Linked DNA regions of Pan troglodytes: all the other regions are linked to region 1. Evidence: chromatin contacts called from public Hi-C data. All regions are on one chromosome and are shown on one strand. The core of a region is the stretch at or near the end of the contact, and the rest is flanking DNA. Distances in the headings are between cores, read along the strand shown. Region 1 overlaps MN1 (MN1 proto-oncogene, transcriptional regulator). Region 2 has its middle 490 kb from the start of MN1. Region 3 has its middle 370 kb from the start of MN1.

Region 1 (4,796 bases), core at 1,562-4,061:
GCAGTGGCTCACACACACAGAAATGCGGGGTTGGGGGACAGACAGAGAACATGCACCAAGACCCCCAAAGATCCATGCACGAACGCCGACGCAGGCATGGACAGAAACACACGCAGATGCCCCGCCACCCGCATACAAGCAAAGGCACAAAATGCAGACGTGTGCCACACACCCGCACAACATTTGCAGTGTTAAAGAAAGGTGACCGAGACACACATCCTGAACAGAAACTCCGCCAGGCCCAAACACTCCCTTCTTTCAGCCACTCACACACCTTGTGGAGCTAACTCTTGGAAACAGCCCCAGAAAAATACTCCCACACCCCCCCTCCCTGGAGCACACGGAATTATTCCACAGGAAACCTGCCCAGGTGTGCTGGAGACCCCCGCCCAGTCCTGTGTGAAGTCATGCCTCAGCTCTGCAGACGCCCCCATCCGGGTCTCCCCAGACGACAGGCCTGTGAGCCATTCTTCCCACCCTCCTGGCCCACCCCCAGGCACCAGACAGGTCCCCACTTTTCCCTATTTCCTCCAGACACAGAAACACAGGCGGCTCATAGGTGCCTCAGGAGACACCCATAGTCGAGAGCAGACTGAGTATGTGACCCAGTATCTTGGACTATGCCCAGGCCTTTGCCCATGTGGGGGCCTCTTCCTCACAACCAGGTTTTCCTATTGCCTCCCGCTTTTTGTCCAGGAGGTTCAAGATCCCCCCTGCTCTGTCTCGGGAGCCCCAGAGCCCCAGAGCCCCAGGGTCCTAGGCCCCGGGGCGGGGGAGGGGGGTGTCACTGGAGGGCCTACCCAAGCCTTTATTTCTTTGTGCCTAAATCAGCAAAGCCTCAGTCTTTTCTCTGGCTCTCACTTCCCTGTCACTTTGCTAAGTAATAATTTCCATGTCCAATTCCATTTCTTTTCTAGTTCTGAAACCTCTAAGCTATCAGCAAGAGGATAGTTCACATGAAAACTAATTACACAAAATCAATATTTAATCACAGACCAACAACCTGATCCTGCAGAAAAATCCTTTAAAAACTCCACCGCCCTGTACAAATACTTCTTCCCTATGCTTATTTATGGACCTCATTTTTGATGGGGGTAATTTTCATTTTTAATTTCAAAAAAGAAAAAATATATATGTCTGTAAACTTCCACAACAGGAAGGCCCCGGGAAAGGTCTTGGATCTGAGCTTGCTCTGGCTGAGTTTTAAAGTTGTTGGTTTTTCTTGTTTGTTTATTTTTAATTAAAAATTTTTTTGGGCGGGGGGCAATTTCTTAGGAATTCTGCCGCTACCCCAAAGTTGAGCCCATTTCCCCCCACCCCCCGGCATGTCGGTTCTGGCATACTTAGCACTGCCTTCCTAGCCGCAACTCCGGGGAGCAATGAATCTGCGCGTACGACATGGTAACTTTTTAACTCCGGCCCGCGAGGGTAGAGTGCTTAATCTAAGGTTTTTAAATAAAAAGGGCTCAGGGGTCGGTTTTATTATAACGTTTATTTCATTTCAGATTTCATGCGTAATTTAGCAAACGCTAGACAGACTCGGGCGATAAACACTTTCTTTTGTGGGGGGGAAAGGCATTTTCATACACCACGCTTAATTTTATTTAGATTTAATAGCGATATCAGGGGCACTTCAAAGAAAGTTCTTTTTTCGCCCTTCTCCTAAGAATGCGAATCTGCTAGCAAAATCGCCTCGTGCTATTTTATGGCAAGGAAAATTAAAGGCCTTCTCCCCCCTCCTTCCCTACACACACTTTAGGGAGGAACACACACACACACACACGCATGCACACACACACGCACGCACGCAGGCGCGCGCACACGCACACAGGCGCACAGAATAAACACCCCTATCCTCCATCACCTCTAACTTCCAACTTCTAATTGCAAGATAGATTTCAGCCTCTGTGGGGATCAGGACGATCTAAACATTTTAACTAAGATTATTGGGATAAATATTTCATAAAGAGCAGGGCAGATATTAAATTACTCCTATTGATTTTAGTATCACAGCCCAATTCCATTCCTCGGCCTCTTCAGTTTAATTGATCTCTTAAGGAGGCCAACTTCGCACCCGCAGAGGGCCTGGGTCTTGGACCGGGTGGCCCAGGGCAAGGTGTGCGGCCCGGCGGGTGCGCCCTCTTCGTGCGTGTCTTCTCGGGGTTCCCAGCCGCCTCGCAAGTCGCTCCGGTTACTGGGCTCAACCGATGTGCTCCCCCATAAAGTGGCTGAGTGACTGTGACTCCTTGGAGCCCACGCCGGCCGGTGAGAACCGGGAACCCCAGGCAGTGGGGAAGGGGAACAATTGTGAGCGCCCTAGTGACGGAGGAGTGAGCAAGCTCCCAGTTCTCTCGAGGAGAACCCTAACTTCGAGGTTCCCCGTCTGCTTTACCCTCCAAGAAAATCCCAGGGCCGGCTAACTTGGGCGCCGCTAGCGGAGAACGGAGTGTTCACCCCGGAGCCGAAGTGCAGTAGACACTTAGCGACTTTCCGTGGCGAGTCCAGGGTCTTTGCCTGGCGACCTCATTGTCTGAGCGCCCCGTACCGCTCACCGCCCACCTCCCCGCCCCCTGCCCACCCGGTGGGTCTCTCTCCAGTTGGGGGTGGGGAGTTGGGAACAGTGTGAATGGGAAGGGGGTGAACAAAGCCAAGCTCCCGCCATTCTCCTCCGCCTGCACCCTCTCCAGCTCGATGCGCCCGGAGGCCGGGGCGCGCCCCCAGCGCACTGACGCCGGACCCCGAGGAGAGGCGGGCGCAGGGGACCCCAGAGCTGGGGTAGTGCGGGTTCGTGGCGGGGGCTTCGTCAGCTAGGACCCCGGACCACCTTAAGAGCGAGCCCCGCCCCGGGCCCGGAACTTGGGCGGCGCTGATTGGTGCAAATGTAATGGCTGAAATTGATTGCTGAAATGCAAAACTTGTTGCTGCTTCTCCCGGCGCTGGGCGAGAGGCAGACACAGAGAGGGGAGCCGAGACCCTCGGAACGCCCCACGCAGAGCCCCCCCGCTAGTCGGGAGAGGGGTGCGCAGACCCCCCAGAGCTGCCCCCGCGCCCCCCTCCCCCCATTCCGGGCTCTGAGAGCGCAGCGGGAACGCCTTAGCCTGCTCGCCCGGCGTGGCCCCCCGACCCGCGTACGCCCCCCTCCCTCAGGTCCGAGAGGGACTCGCGAAGCACCTCAGCGCGGAGGCAGGGAACCGGAGCCTTGGAGCGACCCAACCCCTCGTCTCGCTGCCCTCCCGCGCCTGCAACGGTGCGCGGAGACTCCGGCGAACTCAGACACCCAACGGCGGAGAACAGAAGCGGCAGGCGGCGGACGTGGCCGCGAAGCTGCGCGCCGGGCGCAGCGCACCCGCTGCCGAGCAGAGGAGCCGCGCCTTTCCCCGACCCTCGTCTCCAGCCCCCGGCGCCTGCCGCCTCGCAGCCCCTCTGCGTCCTCAGCTCGGGGGCCGGCACCGGCGATGCCGAGCGGAGCCTCCAGTCCTCCGACCCGCTGAAGAAGCAGCAGCCGCTCGCCCGGAGCCTACGGGGATTGTGCGAGCGGATCGTGCTCGGTGGAGGCTCGGGCTGCGGGGCGCGGGGACTCCGGGGGGCGGGGGGAGGGACCGCTCTGTCGGTGCCCGGCGCTAGCCGCGGCTTTGAAGGGTCTCCCTCCCCTGCCCTTAGCAGCTCTGCCACGGACTCCGGGAGGCTGCGGGCGGCGTCCTGGGGGCTCCCCAGCAGACCCAATCGGACTTGAGAAGGTGATCGCTCTGCTCTCCCAACCCCCTTCCCTCCCCATTCCCCCCACTTAACTTTTTGTCTCCGTTCATCCGCGGCTTCGTCCCCTCCCCGCAGACCCACCCGCGGCTGTGACAACCGCCCGGGGCATGGGCCCCCCAACACGGCTCCTAGAGGCCCCGCGGCCTCGCAAGATGTGAGAGGCCCTCCCCGGGCAGAATCGGAGCTTCGGGAGAGGAGCTGATACCCCGCCCCCCGTCCCTCACATCAGGCGGGGTGGAGGTGCGCGCTGAGCCCCCGCGGTGCTGAGCGTCCCGGAGCGCCCAATCCTGGGCTGGAACGAGTAGCTGGCCGGAGGCGCGCCGCGGAGAGCCGGCTGTCATGCCCTATTGATCCCCCTCTGCCCCCCGCCAAGTATGTTTGGGCTGGACCAATTCGAGCCCCAGATCAACAGCAGGAACGCTGGCCAGGGCGAGAGGAACTTTAACGAGACCGGACTGAGCATGAACACCCACTTTAAGGCCCCGGCTTTCCACACTGGGGGGCCCCCTGGCCCTGTGGATCCTGCTATGAGCGCGCTGGGCGAACCCCCGATCTTGGGCATGAACATGGAGCCCTACGGCTTCCACGCGCGCGGCCACTCGGAGTTGCACGCAGGGGGGCTGCAAGCGCAGCCTGTGCACGGCTTCTTTGGCGGCCAGCAGCCTCACCACGGCCACCCGGGAAGTCATCATCCCCACCAGCATCACCCCCACTTTGGGGGCAACTTCGGTGGCCCAGACCCCGGGGCCTCGTGCCTGCACGGGGGTCGCCTGCTCGGCTACGGCGGCGCAGCCGGAGGCCTGGGCAGCCAGCCGCCCTTCGCCGAGGGCTATGAGCACATGGCGGAGAGCCAGGGGCCTGAGAGCTTCGGCCCGCAGCGACCGGGGAACCTCCCGGACTTCCACAGTTCAGGTGCCTCCGGCCACGCCGTGCCGGCCCCATGCCTGCCGCTGGACCAGAGCCCTAACCGAGCCGCCTCCTTCCACGGCCTGCCGTCCTCCAGCGGCTCCGATTCCCACAGTCTGGAGCCACGGAGGGTG
Region 2 (4,796 bases), core at 1,272-3,771, 490 kb after region 1:
AATGTCTGCTGGACAGCAGTTTCCATGAACATTTGTATTTCAACATTTTTTCCAGGAGACATTTTTACAGGAGACATTGCTGTCCTGGAAGGACACTTCTTAGAAATATCTGTTTTCTTTCTTGCTTTTCTGTAAACAGAGCATCTAATCTCTCCCACTCTCTTGCATTTTTAAAAAGAATTAATTGCCCTTTTTATGGCTTTGGTGTGTTTGTACTTGCAAGCACCCTGGCACCCTTAATCACAACAACAACATTCTCTATGAACAGAGAAAATTTGAACAGTCATTAAGCACCAGTGAATGTGGAGCGTATTAATGGGCAAACAGTAAGTCGGGGGAGAAGAAAATGTTTTTCTCTTGCAAAGTACATACGAAAAGTTGATCCAAACCAACGTGCTGCCATAAATCTGTTAATTTTGGCAAATTACTGGGAGTTAGCAGGGGCGGCTGGAGAGAACGAGGCAAAAGGTTGGCCGGAAACTGCCCACCCACTTCAGAAAGGAGAAGCTGCAAGCCGGAGGGAGCCGGTGGCTTCACTCTTTGCCCAGAAAGCTGGCTGCCCTTTGCTGGGGTTTCTCTGGTCTTGAAGCCAGTGTGTGACTGTCTCTCTAGGTAGCCGGGGCTGGGCCGTGGCCCGATTAAGAATGCAGCCTGATACTGGGATGAAGGGAGGCCCAGGCCTGAGGGCCAGGCCTGAGGGGCTGCAGCCTCTCAGGGGGCTCTACGGTTCTTTCCCATTCCAATTGCATTGCTGGTCCACTCTGGGCCCCTGACCTGGGCTGCCTCCTCCCGACCCCTTTCCTCCTCCTCCCCCACACCCAGACCCAGTCTGGCTTTGGTCTGTTTCCTTTGGCTCAGACCTTGTATTGCTCTCTCTGTTCTGGGACTGAATTAGGTTCAGGGGTAGGGGGAGGGAATTGACTGTGTGCTGTAAGAGTGTATGTGTGCCTGCAGATGGCTGTGTGCCTGGATGTGATGTATGTGTGCATGCATGTGTGCATATATGTGCATGTATGAGGGCATGTGAGTGTATGTGCATGAGTGTGTGCATGTGAATGTGTGCATGTATGTGTGTGCACATACGTGTGTGTGAATGTATGTGTGTGTGCCTATGCATATGTGTGTGTACACATGAGTGTGCATGTATGAATGTGTGAATGTGTGCGTGTATGTGTGTGCCTTGAGTAGGTGTGCGCATATGTGTGTGTGTGCGCTTGTATGTGCATGCACATGCATGTGTGTATGTGTGGTGCATGTGAATATATGTGTACCTTGAGTATGTGTGCATGTTAGTGTGTATGTGCACGAGTATGCATGCGTGCACATGAATGTGCATGTGTGTGCATGCATATGTTTGTGTGTGTACAAATATGTGCATGTTAGTGTGTGTGTGTGCACACTTGAGTATGCCTGTGTATGTACACACCAGCCTGGGTGCTAGTGTGTTAGAGAGGGGTGGGGAGGAGCTGCTGGTGTCACTCAAGGCTTTTGATAACAAAGAACATTTTTTCTTCCCAGTGGAAACAAAACCCAGCCTTCCAGAGGCGACTCATGCCCTCTCCATCTCCCTCTCTCTACCCCCTTCTTGTTCCCCTCTCTGCCCCTCCTTCTCTCTCCTCCAGAATGTTTTCTTTCTCAGTGCTCTTTTTCTCATCTTAGATTGCTTTCTCTGTCTTTCAGGCTTCTCATCATCTTCTCGATTTTTTTCCCGTTTCTCATTCATATTTCTGTCTCTCGCCATCACTCTCCCGTCTCCTCTCTCTCTCTCCCCTTTCTCTTGCTCCTTCTTTCCTCCTGTCCTCTCCCCTGACCCTGATTCATCCTGTGGAGTTCAGAGCTGTCACACTACGGACTTCACCATGTGAGCAGGAAATGAAGGAGAAACACAAACGCCACTTCTCTTGGAGCCAGTCTTAACTCACAGATTCCGTGGGGCACAGAGGTGACGGCAAGATGCAGAATGCCAAGTCCCCTTCTCGCCACTCCTCTGTCGGGTGGGGCTGTGGGGCCTGCAGGAGGCTCCTCAGTCCCAGGTGCCTTTTCCTGCCTCTTCTTTTCCTGGAGGACACAATCCTCTCCTTTGCGGCTTGCTCCTTCTCAGCCCAGCGGGGGTTTGCTCTTTGCTGCCTGGGAAGCTGACTCCTGGGCCATGTGCTGCAGCATGAATTGGTTAACATATTTACAGTAAATAGGCTCCTGGTTATGCCGGAGGAAGGGGCTGCTTTGGTTAAGCATTTATTACTGAGGCGGCTATTTTCAATGTGTTCCACATGATCATTCGGCAAAGCTGCAATTTGGCACTTGTTCTGGGCTTGAAGGAATCGCTTCCCCAGAGGTGACCCTTGGCGGGAGATTGCATGTCACTACATGAGGAATGGCCGCGGCGGGTGTGATGGGTAGGCTGTCTGCCTTCTCTGACCTCAATCGCTTTCCTGCGGTGCGGCTGCCGGGACAGATGAGGGTTGACACAAAGTGCTTATAATTTCCTTTGGAAAGTGGCAGAATGATAATGGGGTGCTGAGCCCCGACCGGTTGGCCTTCACAGGCCGGGAACACCTGTTGGGAGTGGCCGTCCTAATGGGGACAGGGAGAGGCTTCGGTTGAATTAAGAGAATGCCCAGCAGGTGGGGAGAAAGTTGCAGATTCAGGAGGCAGATTATTTTGGGGCCCAAAGCTAGCGGGCCACGCAAGGAACAGGTTGTACCGAGTGCCTGCTGCGTCCTCAGCACCACGCAGTGAATGTTCTCCTATGCACTGCGATGTCTCCATCAGCGTGAGGCCTGGTTGGGGTGCAGAGGCAGTGCAGCACAGTGGTGACAAACCCCGATCCTGTGCCCACACACTCCAGCTCTGCCCATCCCCAGCCCGGTGGCTCTGCACGAACGACCTGACCACACTCGTGTCTTGGTTTCTCTGCATGTGAGGGGGACAGCATCAGTGCCTGCTCAGAGGGCTGTTCTGAGCATCCTAGGGGCCAGAGTTGGGGAGCACTTCGAACAGGGCTGGGCACACAGCAAGCTCTGTTGGAGCGCTATTAGCATTGTTGTCATTGCTGTTGTTGTTATTCTGTGTTTAAGAATGCAATATATGAATAGATGAGGCAGGCTTCCATAAGATAAATCAGAACACTGAGGCACTGAGACATTGAGAATCTTGTAGCCCAGCGTAAAGCACTCAGGAGTTGGAAGTGGGGTTAGAAATCAGTATTCATATTCCACTTGATGTCCCTGAGGGGCAGCCCTTCTGAGGTTTGTCTCCTGCCCTCCCTCCCTCCCCCTTCCTTCCCTCCCTCCCTTCCTTCCTTCCTCTCTTCCTTTTTTCCTTTTTCCCTGTATCCCTTCCTTCCTTCTTTCCTCCCTCCTTCTCTTCTCTCTCTCCCTTCTTCCTTCCTTCCCATCCTCCCTTCTTCCTCCATCTCTTTCTTTTTTCTTTTCTACTAAATGTTAATTTCTCCTTTTGAATAATGAGACACGCATGGCAATTGGCCATGTAAAGGACACTTGAGACAAATCTGATCATCCCTCTGGAGAGCATAGCAGCTGGGGACCATGTGGCCCTGCCCACCGTCACCCCATGGCATGCAATAGGTATTCAATGAATACTGTCTCATTTTTCCTTCATCAGAAGTCCCCTTTGGAAGATCATTCCCCATCTCTGGGCCTGAAAATATGCCAGACCAGGTGCCTTGGATCTGGGTCCTCCTGGCCCTGAATCCTGCACCTATCAAGCAGAGCAACCCTGGGTGAATCCTGGAACCTCCCTGGACCTCGGGGCTTCCATCTGCAGAATCTTCTCCTGGGAGTTGTGAGGCTTAGGGGAGGAGAGGAATGCTCTCTGGGAGCCAGCAGGGCCAGGAGCATCTTGACCTCTTGCAAAGCTGGGCCTTTGCAAAGCAAAGCTTGACCTCTTGCAAAGCTCTTGCAAAGCTGGGCCTGGTTATTGGCAGGATCTATAAGCATCTGGCTGATCTAGGCTATTCTTGGACTTTAAAAAATAGCCAGAGGTGCAATCGTGGTTACACAAAGTAGGGACTCTGAAAATATTTGAGCTCTGCAGGATGCATTAGGAGAAATGCTAACAATGTTAGCATTCCTGGAAGGAAGGGTCTGGAAGAAAGCTCAGGCTAATTTAGGAGATCCCCTCTGTGCCATCCTCTCTTAGGACACCTTCCAGCTTGCAGTGCCCTTTTCTTCTGTTTTCATATATATATATATATTTTTTTTTGTTTGTTTGTTTGTTTGTTTGTTTTGTTTTGGTTTTGGTTTTTTTTGAGACAGAGTCTCACTCTGTCACCCAGGCTGGAGTGCGGTGGTGCAATCTTGGCTCACTGCAGCCTCCGCCTCCCAGGTTCAAGTGATCCTCCTGTCTCAGCCTCCCGAGTAGCTGGGATTATGGGTGCCCACCCCACGCTCAGCTAATTTTTTGTGTGTGTGTTTTTAGTAGAGATGGGGTTTCACCATGTTGGCCAGGCTGGTCTCGAACTCCTGACCTCAGGTGATATGCCCACCTAGGCCTCCCAAAATGCTAGGATTACAGGCGTGAGCCACCACACCTGGCCCTGTTTTCCTATTGAGTGCATGCATGAACACATGAGTCAGGGTGGGTTGTGTCGCCTTTAGACAGATTTAGTCTCTCCACACAGGTATTTGATTTGGGTATGAGGAAGGTTGCTTCAAGCTGGTCAGGGCTGTGGTAATGAAACATTTCCAGATCTGGAAGAATGGTCTGTGTCCTAGCCATCTGGGAATATTATAACTGGCTGTCTTCTCTCTCTCTTGTCCACTCTAAGACATGAA
Region 3 (4,796 bases), core at 741-3,240, 360 kb after region 1:
GCCTCTGCAAACACCACACAAGCCTTTTGCATGATTTGGGGCTAAATGCAGTGTTACTTAATTAATGCACATGTAACACTCGAGAATATTACACCTATTAGAACTCATGGACAATTAACACTCAGCGGGCTGCTGCCACAACCACGTCACATAGACAAAGGCTCCAGAAGCGCCTGGGTGCTGAATCAATTGCCCAGGGAAAATGCCTCCTCCCTCCTGCACTTTGTCTACTTTTGCCACCTTGACCTCAGCGTCTTCCTCTTCCCCTTCCATCTTTAACTTTTCTGTATTTAGCCTTTTAGCTTGGACAATTTGGCATCATGACGTATTAAAATGATGACATATAAAACCTCGTATTATACATTATATTACATATAAAACATTTCTGCTTTGGGAGTGTTTTGTGCAAACAAGTCTCTAGGCTCTGTGCTGCCAGGGCTACTGGGTCATCAAATATTTTGAATTTCCTGCTTTCCCAAAGGGACTGATTTTCTTTCTCATTTTAATATTTATAATAGGAAAAGAAGAGTCACCTTCTCCAGGAAGCATCCCATGATTTCTTCAGCACTTTCTCATACTTCTCATACTTCTCTCTACTGATACCCTCCAGTGCTTAAGACATCATAGACTCTATGCGGCCAGGATCCCCGTTGTCTCCCCGCCTGATGGGGGCGTATCCCAGAGGGCCCCAATTCTCACAGCTGTGAAATGAAACCCAGAAAACCTTTCCATCCACTCTCTGGGGCTGCAGGGAGAGCGGAGTAAGATTTGGTGCTATGCAAACCCACAGCTGAGTTTGATGCAGCATCTTCTCGGTACATTCACCTTTCCAATCTGTCAAATGGGTGTGCTGATCCCATCCTTGAAAGCTTGGCTGAGTGTTAAAGGAACCAACATCACATGTAAGGAGCCTAGCCTACTGCCAAGCACTGTGGTAAGCGACGCAGGGCCTGAATTACATAAATCAGGTGTCCCCACCCCCATTCCAAAAATAGTTGTTGAGTGCCTACTGTGTGCAAGGGCTGCAATGCAGATTAAGATACACATGACCCCCTGCTTCAGGAGGCTTCCAGTCTAGTGGGAGTGATAGGCAGTAAACCCACAAACAAGTAAGTAAATGGATAATCCTGGCACATGCTATATGTTAGGAAGGAAATATCTGAATGACAAGATGGTAGTGGATAAGATTTTTCCTGGGGTGGTCAAGGAGGGCTTCCTGGAGGAGGTGTCTTTTGGGCAGAGGCTAAAGAAAGAGAAAGAGTTGACAGGTGACAAGGAGGATAAATAGCTTCAAGTGGTTGGTGCTCTGCCCATATCCTCCTGTCACTCACCACTCGCCTGCAAGGTGGGGAGATGTCTGCAGGCGCCTGCTTGGCCTCAGTGTAGAAGGAAGAGGAGTGTAGGGAATAAATGCCCCTTCCTGGGGGAAGCAGCCCTCCACCAATGACAGATGGGAACTGGAGTATAAATACCCTGGTTTCCTTGCTCCTTGGGCGGATGACTCTGAGGTGAGTGTTCTTGCAAAAGGTCCTCAGCACAACTGAGCCCCAGTCACCCGCAGCAAAAACTGGCTGCTTAATGGCAGCCAGACTTGACCACCTCCCCTCTTTGCCTCAAGTCCTCATCCCCTGTTGATACATCCTGGGATCCCCCTCCCAGATAAACTAGCCCTGCAGTGCTTATCTCGAAGTCTGCTGGTGACACCTCCCAAGCAGACACCTCAGGGGTCAGTGAGTGGCAGATCGCCCTGGGCTCCCAGGTTGAGGTTCCTCTAGAATCCTCCCAAGAGGCCCCACTCAGTCTCCACCCCAAGGCCCCGCCTGCCCAGGCCTGGGGGATTAGCAGAGTCCCCAGGGCTGGCCTTCAGATCCATCCCCAGACACTATTTCCAAAAAGGATTAAATAAATACGTCCAGCGGGAGGGGGAGCTCCGGCTTTCACTGCCCGCTGGCGGGAAATTAAATAATGTTCGTTTCTGCTGCTGTGAGCCGGAACAAGGCTGGCCGAGCTGCAGGGCTGGGCCAGGAGGCGGCCGCGATTGGCAGCTTGTGGCAAGCCCTAAATCAAAGGAGCCGATGAAATTTCTAATAGCAGGAGCGCGACTGGCATCAGCGTATAAATAAAGCTCCCCTCTTGAAAGACAGCTTATTCTAGCCTTGCCGCCAAGGATATTAAGCCTGGAGGACTGGTGGCTGTGGCCAGGCTGGACCCCCGCCAGAAGCCAGCTGGGCTGGGGAGGCTCGAGTCCTTCCCCAGCTGCTGCCCTGGCTGCCCCTGAAACAGTCCCCAGGGTTCAGCCCCTGGCCATGCCCAGCCCCTAGCTGGGTGGATGTGTGTGGTGTGTGTTTGCAGGGCAGATTTTTATCATTCCCATTGCCCAGATGAGCACACCAAGATTCTGGGGGTAGGTGTTCTGCCAGAGGTCACACAGAACGTCAGCGGTCCCTTTCTAGGTGAAGGGCACGGAAGGGGAGATTCAGAGTCATGTCTGATTCCACATCTCACAGTGGTCAAATGCGCGCAAACTGCCCCATGGAGGATCTGGAGCCACTTCTCAGGCTGGCCAGCCCCTGCCTCTCTGTTCTGCATCCCAGGCTGCTCCTTGCAGAAATGAGCCAGCCCCGGCACTTACTCCCAGGTACCTGCTGTCCCAGGCGGGCAGAAGGAAACATGTCTTCAAACAACCCTCATGATCCCCTCCTGTGGGCTCCAATCTAGTCTGGTGGCTGGACCCGTAAGCTCTGGAACCAGACTGCCTGGGATTGGATTTTGTCTCCACTGCCCTGGCTGTGTGGCCTTTTACAAGTTGCCTAACATCTCTGGGCCTCAACTTCCTCATCTGTGAAATGGGGATAATAACAGCACCTGCCTTCTGGTGTTGATGTGGGAATTAAATAAGATGATTCATGTAGAGGACTCAGCTCAGACGTACATCAATAAGCGTCCTATAAGTTCGTGCTTTCATTTATCACCATTCATTCATTCATTCACTCATTCACTGCTGTGACTGCAGGGCCTCACACATGACTGGTGTTCTACAAGTATTTAATATCTTATAATAATAATAGTTACTATACATTTATATAATAAAAATAAATAGTTTATTATTATTATTCATTAGAGACAGGACCGGACTCTGTCACCCCGACTGGAGTGCAGTAGTACAATCGTAGCTCACTGAAGCCTCAACCTCCTGGGCTCAAGTGATCCTCCCACCTCAGCCTCCGTAGTAGCCAGGACTACAGGCATGTGCCACCATACCTGGCTAATTTGTTTTTACTTTTTATTTTTATTTATGTAGAGATGGGGTTTCACTATGTTGCCCAGGCTGGTCTTGAACTCTTGGCCTTGAGGGATCCTCCTGTCTCAGCCTCCCAAAGTGGATTTCCTGTGATTAGACATGCAATCGTAGTGCTGGGTGCTGCGGGCTTCAGCAGGGGCAAAGGGGACCACGGCAGGTTCGGGCCTGTCATGGAGCCTAGGGTCCAAAAATCCCCAGGAAGATATTGAATGAGGCTTCCTAGAGGTAATAGGTGTCATAAAAAGGATGTCCAGGGCTACACGAGTGAAATCCTATCTGCTGGGGTCAGAGAGGCCTTTTCCAGGAGGGGTCATCTCCCAAGGGGCCTTTGGGTCAGAGGAAGAGTGTTCCAGGCAGGGGGTGTGCATGGGCAAAGGCCATGAAACAGGGAGGAGCAGTGGTGCCCTGTCCCGTGAGTCCCTCTGTGAGTCAGGCTCTAGGGCAGGTCAGGAAACTAGCAGGACGCAGGAGGGCTCAGTGTCCTGTCTGCGCATTTTGCAGATGGGCAAACTGAGCCTGAGATAACCCAACAGGCAAAGCCAGAATGGATCGGGGTTTGTTGCCTTCTGCTCCAGCACTCTTCTCCAGGGAGGACAAGCTCATGACAGCTAGGAGAGGTTCAAGCCATGAGCTGACTGGTGTGCAAGTCTCAGCTCAGCGAATTTCTCTGAAGCCCCAGGAATGAGGCACAGGAGCCCCGTTTAACAGAGCGGGGAGCTGATACTTGATAAGTTCTGTCACTGCAGTCAGCAAAGGAGTTTGGATTCAAACCCACAGTCAAATGCTGGAACCTGGCCTCATACCCCTGGGCTGTCTGTCCTACCTGGGGAGGAGGGATTGCAGAGCTGAGCCAGACCCTCAGGCAGTGGTTTCTTTTCTGTCCTTCCTGGGCCATGAATACCTCTCCAGCCCTGGCCGCAGCCGCTGAGGACAGACACTAGGGTCTTTCTCCCTCCCTCTTTCTTTCTCCTTCCATTGTCTCCAGATTCTGGTTCCATTTCAGAATCTGACTTCACAGGGTCTGACCCTTTTGTGCAAACTCCAAAGCCCTTTTCTTTGTGATTATAATTTTTTTTTTTTTGGAATCCAACATCTCTTGACAGGAAAATCGGTGCTTGAGGTTGGAGAAGTTTGCTGCATTCTCCATGTGAAAGCCATTACGGGCCTGTCCGGGACGGAGCCCATGCATGTGTGCACACACACGGTCTGACTGCCTTCCTTGCGCCCTGGAAAAGTGCGTCCAGCTGTCAGCCTGGAGCCCGCCCGGCCGGATGTAATGCAAACCAGGCTGCTGGGAAGAAGTGCGTGCTTTAATCAGGGCTCACAACTGCTCGGCCCCAGCCCCGCTTCCATCAGGTGTCTGTTCTCACTCTGGGTGGGGGGCTCCTCTGTGGCTGCAAATACAGCCGGGGCTGGGGCCTGGTGGTCCCGGGTGGGGGCTTCCTAGCTGGTTTAGGACCCTCTGGGTGGCATGTGCTTTGGAGCTAAAGGTAGG

What was found. A called contact is a pair of places that touch in the nucleus more often than the background predicts.
Region 2: a Hi-C map of stem cell-derived neural progenitor cells shows a contact between it and region 1, with 3 times the contacts expected there. The contact joins two enhancer-like sites. A contact is called at or near these places in 1 of 7 Hi-C or Micro-C datasets (stem cell-derived neural progenitor cells) and 1 of 1 datasets of contacts at active chromatin or transcription factors (stem cell-derived excitatory neurons).
Region 3: a contact with region 1 is called in a Hi-C map of stem cell-derived neural progenitor cells, with 2.1 times the contacts expected there. The contact joins two enhancer-like sites. A contact is called at or near these places in 1 of 7 Hi-C or Micro-C datasets (stem cell-derived neural progenitor cells) and 1 of 1 datasets of contacts at active chromatin or transcription factors (stem cell-derived excitatory neurons).

The regions. Positions count from the first base shown.
Region 1 is chr23:29,953,951-29,958,746 of NHGRI_mPanTro3-v2.0_pri, reverse strand. It overlaps MN1 (MN1 proto-oncogene, transcriptional regulator), which reads left to right. Exons shown (of 2, transcript XM_016938877.4): 1 at 1-4,796. The coding sequence starts at 4,131. Among named protein-coding and RNA genes, the nearest start is that of MN1, 8.2 kb to the left of the region's middle. Within about 2 kb of position 2,811, at least 14 of the 24 cell types and tissues checked have an H3K27ac peak or open chromatin away from gene starts, as enhancers often do. A contact at or near this core is called in stem cell-derived neural progenitor cells, where this site is marked.
Region 2 is chr23:29,467,761-29,472,556 of NHGRI_mPanTro3-v2.0_pri, reverse strand. No RefSeq gene overlaps it. Among named protein-coding and RNA genes, the nearest start is that of MN1, 490 kb to the left of the region's middle. Within about 2 kb of position 2,521, at least 4 of the 24 cell types and tissues checked have an H3K27ac peak or open chromatin away from gene starts, as enhancers often do. A contact at or near this core is called in stem cell-derived neural progenitor cells, where this site is marked.
Region 3 is chr23:29,594,900-29,599,695 of NHGRI_mPanTro3-v2.0_pri, reverse strand. No RefSeq gene overlaps it. Among named protein-coding and RNA genes, the nearest start is that of MN1, 370 kb to the left of the region's middle. Within about 2 kb of position 1,990, at least 5 of the 24 cell types and tissues checked have an H3K27ac peak or open chromatin away from gene starts, as enhancers often do. A contact at or near this core is called in stem cell-derived neural progenitor cells, where this site is marked.